Regions from separate parts of the Canis lupus genome. Here region 2 is linked to region 1. The links are chromatin contacts, called in public Hi-C maps. All regions are on one chromosome and are shown on one strand. The core of a region is the stretch at or near the end of the contact, and the rest is flanking DNA. Distances in the headings are between cores, read along the strand shown.

Evidence for each region. Hi-C and Micro-C count contacts between places; a contact is called where the count stands out from the background.
Region 2: a Hi-C map of blood shows a contact between it and region 1, with 3 times the contacts expected there. The contact joins two enhancer-like sites. A contact is called at or near these places in 2 of 9 Hi-C or Micro-C datasets (both in blood).

Annotation. Positions count from the first base shown.
Region 1 is chr31:29,932,353-29,936,338 of UU_Cfam_GSD_1.0, reverse strand. It overlaps RUNX1 (runt-related transcription factor 1), which reads left to right. Exons shown (of 7, transcript XM_038581437.1): 3 at 3,448-3,701. Among named protein-coding and RNA genes, the nearest start is that of RUNX1, 160 kb to the left of the region's middle. Within about 2 kb of position 2,203, at least 16 of the 20 cell types and tissues checked have an H3K27ac peak or open chromatin away from gene starts, as enhancers often do. A contact at or near this core is called in blood, where this site is marked.
Region 2 is chr31:30,067,422-30,071,407 of UU_Cfam_GSD_1.0, reverse strand. All of the region lies in intron 2 of RUNX1 (runt-related transcription factor 1), which reads left to right. Among named protein-coding and RNA genes, the nearest start is that of RUNX1, 23 kb to the left of the region's middle. Within about 2 kb of position 2,292, at least 6 of the 20 cell types and tissues checked have an H3K27ac peak or open chromatin away from gene starts, as enhancers often do. A contact at or near this core is called in blood, where this site is marked.

The DNA.
Region 1 (3,986 bases), core at 954-3,453:
CCGCCGCCGGGGTGGCAGGGGCAGGACGCGCCCGTTTCCAGCCTTTTCTACCCAAACTGGAGTTGTTACCGGAGCGGCCCAAAGGCCGGGAGGAGGGCCGGCGGAGTCGCGCGCCATCGGGGGCGTTCCCGGGCGCCCGGGGCGGCAGCGAGGACGGCTGCTGCCCCCTGGCGTCCGCCCCGAGCCCGCGGCCCGCAGCGCCTCCCGCGGGGCCGGCGCCAGCCTCCCGGCGGCTCGGAGCGGCCCGTGCGGCCTCTCCGGTCCTGGGGCCAGGGAAGCAGCCCGCGCGCCCGGGAAGGGCCCCCCCCCCCCCCGGCTGGCCCGCCCTGGCCGACGCCTCCGTTAGGCCCCAGAGGCAGCGCCGAGGGAGAATCCGGCGCTTCGGCGCCCCCAGCACCCTAGCCGCGCGTCCGCAGCCGGGAAGGAGGCGGCGGCCGGAGGGGCCCCGCGGGGGGCGGGTGACGGACCCCTGCTCCGGGGAGCTGCAGCGGAGGGTCCCCTGTTGGGGGTGGGGATGAGCGCCCTCCCCCGGGAGACGGGCGGCCCCGCCGCTGGGAGTGGGGCACCGGGTGGGTTCCCCGGGGAGCCAGGGAGCCGCGGGGCGCGGGGGGTGGGGGTGGGGAACGGGCCCTGCGCGCCGGGGCGGGGCCCTCTAAGCTCCGCGAAAATGCCCGCGGCGCCGCGGGGACGGACGCAGGGGAAGTTCCCGCCCGCGCGCAAAGCCAGGCTGGGTGCAGCACCCCGGGCCGCTCCGGCGCGCGGGGGCGGGGAGACGAGCCAGCGCCGTTTCCGGGGAGCCGGAGGTGGGTGCGGGGCTCGGGCGACCTGGGCCCGGCGGTGGGCGCTCGCGCGGCCTGCGCGGGGGCCGCCCCAGCGGATGCTTTCAACTTTCTTCCCCGTCGCTGGCTGTTCGGGGTCGCCTTTCGGATCAGGACCCTCCTCTGCTCCCCGCGAAGCACAGCCCGGCGGAGCGCGGCCGCGGTGCGTAAGGAAGCCGCAGCCCAGACGCGGTGAAAAACACCGATGAAAGCAAACCGACCCGAGAGAGAAAACTAAAAACACAAAACCATGTTGTGGAGACCGAGAACCTTCTGGCCTCGTTAAATGAATCAGCGCCACTTCTCTGCAGCTGCCCCCACCCCCACCCCCATGGCTACGGTGGCGCGCGGAGCCGCTCTCCGGCCCCCTCGCGGCCGAATCCCACCCACGCTGGGGAAGCAGAAGCTCGGCCGTGGGTGGCCGCGCAGGACCCGGGGCCGCCCCGGGTGGGGGGGCGGGGGTGAGCTCCGGCGCCGGGCCCGGGAGCCTCGCGGCGGCCGCTGCATCTCCAGGGCGCTAGGGGCGCCTCCCCTCCGGCTGGGCTCCGGGCACCGCGCGCGGCCCGAGCCCTCGCTGCGCCGGCCGGCGTCCTCTCTCTCCGCGTCCTCGCGGGGCCGCGTGCGCCCCGGGGCGGGGCCTCGGGCGGGGGTGCGTGCGTGGATGCGGGCGCGCGGGGCGAGCGGGGAGGCCGGGCAGCCTGGGGCGCTCCGCGCGGGCGGCGTACAGTAGCGCGCGGCGGCGGCGGCGGCGGGGGCGCGCGGGCCAATTCCAGGAGCCCGCGGCCGCGAGCCGCGCCCTGGCTGATACCGGAAAGGCCCGTGATTGGCCGGCGGCCGCCCCTATGCAAACGAGCTGAGGGAATGGAATTCCTCGGGCCGGGCTTACAGTAAAAGCACGTTCATTTCCAGGCACTCTCATTCATAGAGCCAGCGGGCGCAGGGGCACGGGCGCCCCGAGCCGGACCAGCAGGGCACACGCCGCCCGGCCTCGCGCCCACAGGCACCGCGTCCCGGGGCTCCCGGGGACGCCACCCTTGCTGCTTCTCCTGGACCGCCGTTGGAGCTACGATTTTTTATTTTTTTCATTTTTTATTATTTTTTTCCTTTTTAACCTTTCTCTCTTACTTTTGAATGAACTGGCCTCTTGGCTGGATGTTTCAACTTCTTTCCTGCCGGTGAACTTTTTCCCCCGGTCGTTTCCTTTGACAACTGCGGGAGAACGTGTGCCGCGCGTCGAGGCGAGCCCGTGAAGTTGCGTGTGCGTGGCCCGTGTGCGTGGGAGTGTGACTGCGTGTGTAACTCGAGCCACCCCGTCTGTTCCGACCTGCGCTGCGGAGCCCACGCTCCAGGCCCGCTCCACCTGCTGCGGTTTCGCGGTGATCGTAGGTACAGGCGCGTCCAGGCGTCTAAGCCGAGGGCGCTGGGGCGACGTTGGAGGAAGATCAGCTCGCTACGGCCCAAGTCGGGCTGACTCGCCGAGCCGGTGTAGACAGTGGCTGGCTTCGGAAGAGTGCGTGTCTGCGTGCGTGCGACCCGGCTGCGGCTCAGCTCCCACCAACCACAGGATCAGCCACAAACTTAACCAACATCCCCAAACCCGAGTTCTCAGATGTGGAGAGCTGTACTCTGAGTGTCATCGACTTGGACTTTTATTATTATTATTATTATCATCATCATTTTTTTTAAAGATTAGCTTTTCTTTGAAAAGCTGAGTTTTCTGAACTGAGCGTTTTGCCAGAATTTATTAAGAGAACATGACAAGTATTTCTAGCCCAGCCCTTCTTCAACTACTGAAGCTTATTTTCAAGGCTACTTAAAAAAAAAAAAAAATCAGCAGCGAACATTAATGGATTTCTGTTGTGTTTAAATTCTCTACAGATTGAATTGTAAATATTTTATGAAGTAGAGCATATGTATATATTTATATATACGTGCACATACATTAGTAGCATGACCTTTGGAAGTCGCAGCTCTTGCTTTTGAGGACCGAAGCCGGTTTTGCATGATCAAAGTGGCTCTGTATATGGAAGACACTCGTATATTTTGTGTTGTCTTGGGACTTTAGGCAAAACTCACCTGAAAACAAAAACAAAACAAACAAAAAAACCCTGACAGGCGTTTAACTACTGGAACTTCCAAATTATGTATTGGCTGGCTCGTTTGCTCTGCGTATAAATATTTTAGAAACTGTATGGGAATTTTGCCTCCGGGAACTTTTTTTTTTTTTTTTTAAACAGCCAAAGACTGAAAGTTAAACTCTCAAAGCAAGACTCAGAAGATAGCCTCCCTTGGCATTTGACTTTGGATTCCAGTCGCCCGATTTTTTTTTTTTTTTTTTTTTTTAAAGCATTAGGCGATCGGTTGCTAGGAGCCCTGCCTGGGTCGGACGGAGGCTGCCCTGCAAAATAGAACTTTCCCCCTCCGGGACTGTTAGTGACTTCGTCTCCCGCCCGCCTCCCCCCAGCCCCCCGCCCACCCCCGCCCCCCCTGCAGCAATAAAGGGCCCCTGAACTTATATGTTGGTCTCCCTGGAGCTGCTCGCCGAGGATCCGCGCCCTCGTCGCCGGCTGGTAGGAGCTGTTTGCAGGGTCCTAACTCAATCGGCTTGTTGTGATGCGTATCCCCGTAGATGCCAGCACGAGCCGCCGCTTCACGCCGCCTTCCACCGCGCTGAGCCCGGGCAAGATGAGCGAGGCGCTGCCGCTGGGCGCCCCGGACGCCGGCGCCGCCCTGGCCGGCAAGCTGAGGACCGGCGACCGCAGCATGGTGGAGGTGCTGGCCGACCACCCCGGCGAGCTGGTGCGCACCGACAGCCCCAACTTCCTCTGCTCCGTGCTGCCCACGCACTGGCGCTGCAACAAGACCCTGCCCATCGCTTTCAAGGTACTCGGCCCGGAGCGGGTGGCGGGAGGACCGCGGAGGCCGGGGGGCGATCCGGGAGGCCCGCGGCCAGGCGGGCGGGGCCGGGTCCTCGGAAGGGGCCGGCGCTGCCCCCCGCGGCCCCTGGTCCATCCTCCTGCCCTCGGGACTCGGGGGATGCTCGGTTGCCCTGGCGATCCTGGGGGAGGGGGGGTGTGTGTGCACGGGGACGGGGGATAAAAACATCCGATTGCCCCCCAAAGACGTGCACTGAGGGCCGGTCGCGACCTCCCGGACCTCCCGGACCGA
Region 2 (3,986 bases), core at 1,043-3,542, 130 kb before region 1:
GAAGGAGAGAGGTCAACTGGAGCAGGGGAGACAGTGAGGAGAGGCCACTCAAGGGTGTGAAAAACGAAATCCATCCTTTGGTTCATAGACTTGATAATCTGGGTTTCAAGTAGAATGGAAACTCTATTTAACAAAAAGAAATTCTTTCCCCACTTTATACTGCAAGCAGATGGGCTGGGGTCCACACTCCCTTTTCTTCACTCCCTCTGTGTCTTTCATGACTATATAACCAGGTTCTCAACCTATCATCACCACTCCCATTTCCCTTCCCAGCCTCTTCTGATCCCAGAGCCACAGTGTGCCTGTGTACAACACGTTCGCAGTGACCCATTGGCAGATGTACTGAATGGTTGATATGTATTTAGAAGATGGCCTGAAATACAAAGATTATGTGGCATGGAATAGCCCTCAAGGAGCTTACTGCCCAAGCAGGAGAAATAGTCCGTGAATAGCGTGGTACTGGAATAGCACAGCACAGATGTAAGAAGCATCACAAGCAGGGAGGATGACTGGTTGTTAAGTAAGAAACAGTGATCTGAAGAGGGCCCAGAGGAGCAGAGGTCATTTTATCCAGGGTTGGGGAAGATGAAAGAAATGACATGAATGAGGTGGCCGGTCGAGTTTGTTCAAGAGATGCTCATGGGCAATGAAGAGCCCACTCCGGTTCACTAGTCAGCAGCAAAACTGAAGCCAGATCTTTGAATGCTGCAGCAGCAGGTTGGACTTGAACTTGCAGCCAGAGGGGTCCTAAAATTTGGCAGTACAGATGAATCCCTTGCAGGGCCTGTTAAAATGCAGATTCCTGGGACCGCCTGACAGACCATGAGAGGCCCAAGAATCTGCATTTTAACAACCCCGTAACTTTGGCAGGACTTTGAGAAACACTTGGTAACAGGAAGCCTTTGACTGCTTTTGATGAAGTCAAAATAGAATCTTCATGCAATTACAAGGTTTGGCAAAATGTAGCAGAGTGTATTTCTACATCCCACAGCCAGCACCACCTCTGGAGGGACTTATTCATTCTATCTAGATGGCGAGTCTTCTTGTGATTTTTCTCACAAGCAATGGGTTTTTCTAGTCTGGTCTCTCAGATCCAAGATCATACTTTCGGCTTATTACATGTGAACTCAAAAACATATATTTTAAAATGTGTGCAATAGGATCCTAAAGTTAATGTGAGATTAAGTTGGGTCTAGAATACTTAAATATGGTCTCCAAATTCCATACGACAGCCTCAAACTATACAGCTTCTGGAAATGTTGTGAACACGTGAGAATTCCAACTGTGAGATGCACATGTTTGCATGAATAGGAAGACCCTGACTGACTGGGGGGTTTTGCGTGTGAATTTTTATTTATCTGTCACATCCTACCCTTCCCCACTGTCTGTGGGCTCAGAATCAAACCTAGACTCTCCTGAATTCCTGAAGGCGTTCCCAATTGAGATGTTAAAATCCTCTTAACTCTTTCAAATTTTCCTTCCTTCTAGAGCAGCAATTAATTTCCTTTTCCACCAGCAAGGTGGTTGATGTTAAACCAGGAATGCATTCAGCTTGCTGGGCATCCATTAGGATTCACTGTAAGATGGTACCCCCTGCTAGGGGCTCGTACCCTATGCAGAGGAATTTATGGAGAATCTTATGGACAGGAATCTTCCAAAGCCTTGCTATGATTCCAAATGTGGGTTTTGGACCAGCAGCATCACCATGACCTGGGAACTTGGTAGGAGTGCAGAATTTCAGGCCCCAGCTCAGACCTGCAGCATCCGTCTGCATTTTCATAAAAGCCTGCCCCCACCTCCCCCATCAGGGGCGGGGGTGGTATCTGTGTGCACAGTAAAGTTTGAGGAGCATTGAACTAAATCTCCAACCTGGCCCCCAGGATTCGGCCTCTCTGTCTCCGGATTCTTACAAAGACGTAGCCCTGTAATCAGTTACAGGGTGGAGGGTGGGGGACCAGGTTTCGCTCCCTCCTGCCTCGTCACCCCATCTTGACTTTCCCAGCGGCTGCACCTGCAAGGTTGTCGCTTCTCTGGGAAGCCTCCTGAAACAGACACCCCCCCCCCCACCACCCCTCCCGCCCCCCCCCCCACCACCACCACCGCCGCTGCCGCCGAGCCTCTAGGGTGGGGCTGCACTACCTCTTTTCTCTCTATGAGCCTGGGATGCTGACAGCCTCAGATGGAGGCATCCTGTTTGTCGAAAAATAAACCGGCAGTTAAAGCAGGGTTGCGAGAGCGAGAAAACCACAGGCCTGCGCGCCGCTGATAACGCGGGCAGGCAGCTTTTGCAGAAGTTCCGTCTCTGCAGCGCGCAGCGCACCAGGACCCGCGCCACCGCCTCCCTTCCTGTGTCGCCCGCTCGCGTCCCCGCCGTTTCTGGCTGTTGCTTTCTACGCTGCTCTTTCAGTTACTTCACCCATTGCTTTTTCTCAAGGATCTCCTCGCTGCTGCTCGGTGCGGAGGGATGGGCCGGGCCGACGACGCCCCGGGGCGGAGACCCGCAGATCCCGGGGCGGGTGCTGGACTGAAATTTATGAGCTGTCAGGAAAATAGCAGAGTGGAGGAGGAGATGAAGTTGCTTTCTCTTTTGTATAGTGATGGCTTTAAAAAAAGAAAAAAAAAGAAAAGAAAGAAAGAAAGAAAGAAAGAAAGAAAGAAAGAAAGAAAGAAAAGAAAAGAGAAAAGAAAAGAGATAGAAGAGCAAAAAGCAATCCAGATGAGACCAGCAATACCAAACGTGTAAAAGGAACCCCAAAGTCCAATATCCAGATTGTTTTCTTTCTTGGAGTAAATTGACCTGGCCTGATTCCATGCGGTGAATAACTAATTACCAATCTTCCCCTTTTGGGGGATATTAAAAGCTCTTTCCCCATTTGCCTGTTATCAGATAAGCAAAGCAGATGAGAAGTCAGTGGGTAACCACAGGTACAACCACAATATTCGCTGGAAACCAAACGACTTGACCCTCCAAGGCAAAGGGTGTAATTGAGAATTAACCTGAAAATAGTTTCACACAAGCTATAAAACTCTGTGTTCTCAAATAAGTAACACAAACTTCTCTGTGTATAAAAGAACACCCCCTACACACACACACACACACACACACACACACACACACACACAAATCTTTCCAATCACGGAAAGTGGCTCCTATTGGGGTTGATTCAGAGCATAGCAGGACCAGGCCACGGTGCATCAGAGAGGTCCTGATCATTGCTGGGGCCTCTCTAGCTAGCCATACTAAGGTTCTCTTCCTGATGTGTCAAACTTGTTTCTGTTCTTCTTTATCCAAAAACACAGGGAATAAAACAGACCATATGCATCTCTTAATTTTCCTGTGTTCATAATGAATAACTACCTGGGGGAATAAAAATTGGACTTATTTTTTAAGGATATCCAGAGAGTCTATCGCTCCCATTTCCTCCCTTAGAAGCTTCTTCAAATTTGTCAGTTCTCCTGTCAAGCAGTTCTTCAGGGCAAATCACTCCTCACGCTCTGCTTGTGAGCCTATCTTCCCATTTCTTCAACCATTTATTCTTTATCTCATGCATGCCTCCTGCCATGTTCTCCTAATTAAAGCTGCTTTGCTGGAGCCAAGTAAATAAAAGGCCCCATACATTTGGGCTAATCCAGGTATAGACTCTAAACATAAATAACTCAATTTTATGATGAAATAAAGGAGTAAAAACTCAAGTCAAAGGATGATTCATTCTTAGGGGAGGAGAGAATGAGCCAAGACTAGCATGAGCCAGGTATGAGTGGTGAAGCTGACGGTCTATTGGGACCTTAGGCTTCCTTGTAAGACTGATGTAGAGCATGAGAAGAGCTGTGGAGGGATAAGCTGCTCAGCCCCTGGAGGGCCAGGCCCTGGAGAGCTTTGAATACATTCAAGAAAGAACTTTCTGTAGTGGACATTTGCTTAAATTGATGCATGATTATTTTCATAACCTTGCAGAACTCATTGAAGTGTCCTCTATGAACTTCTT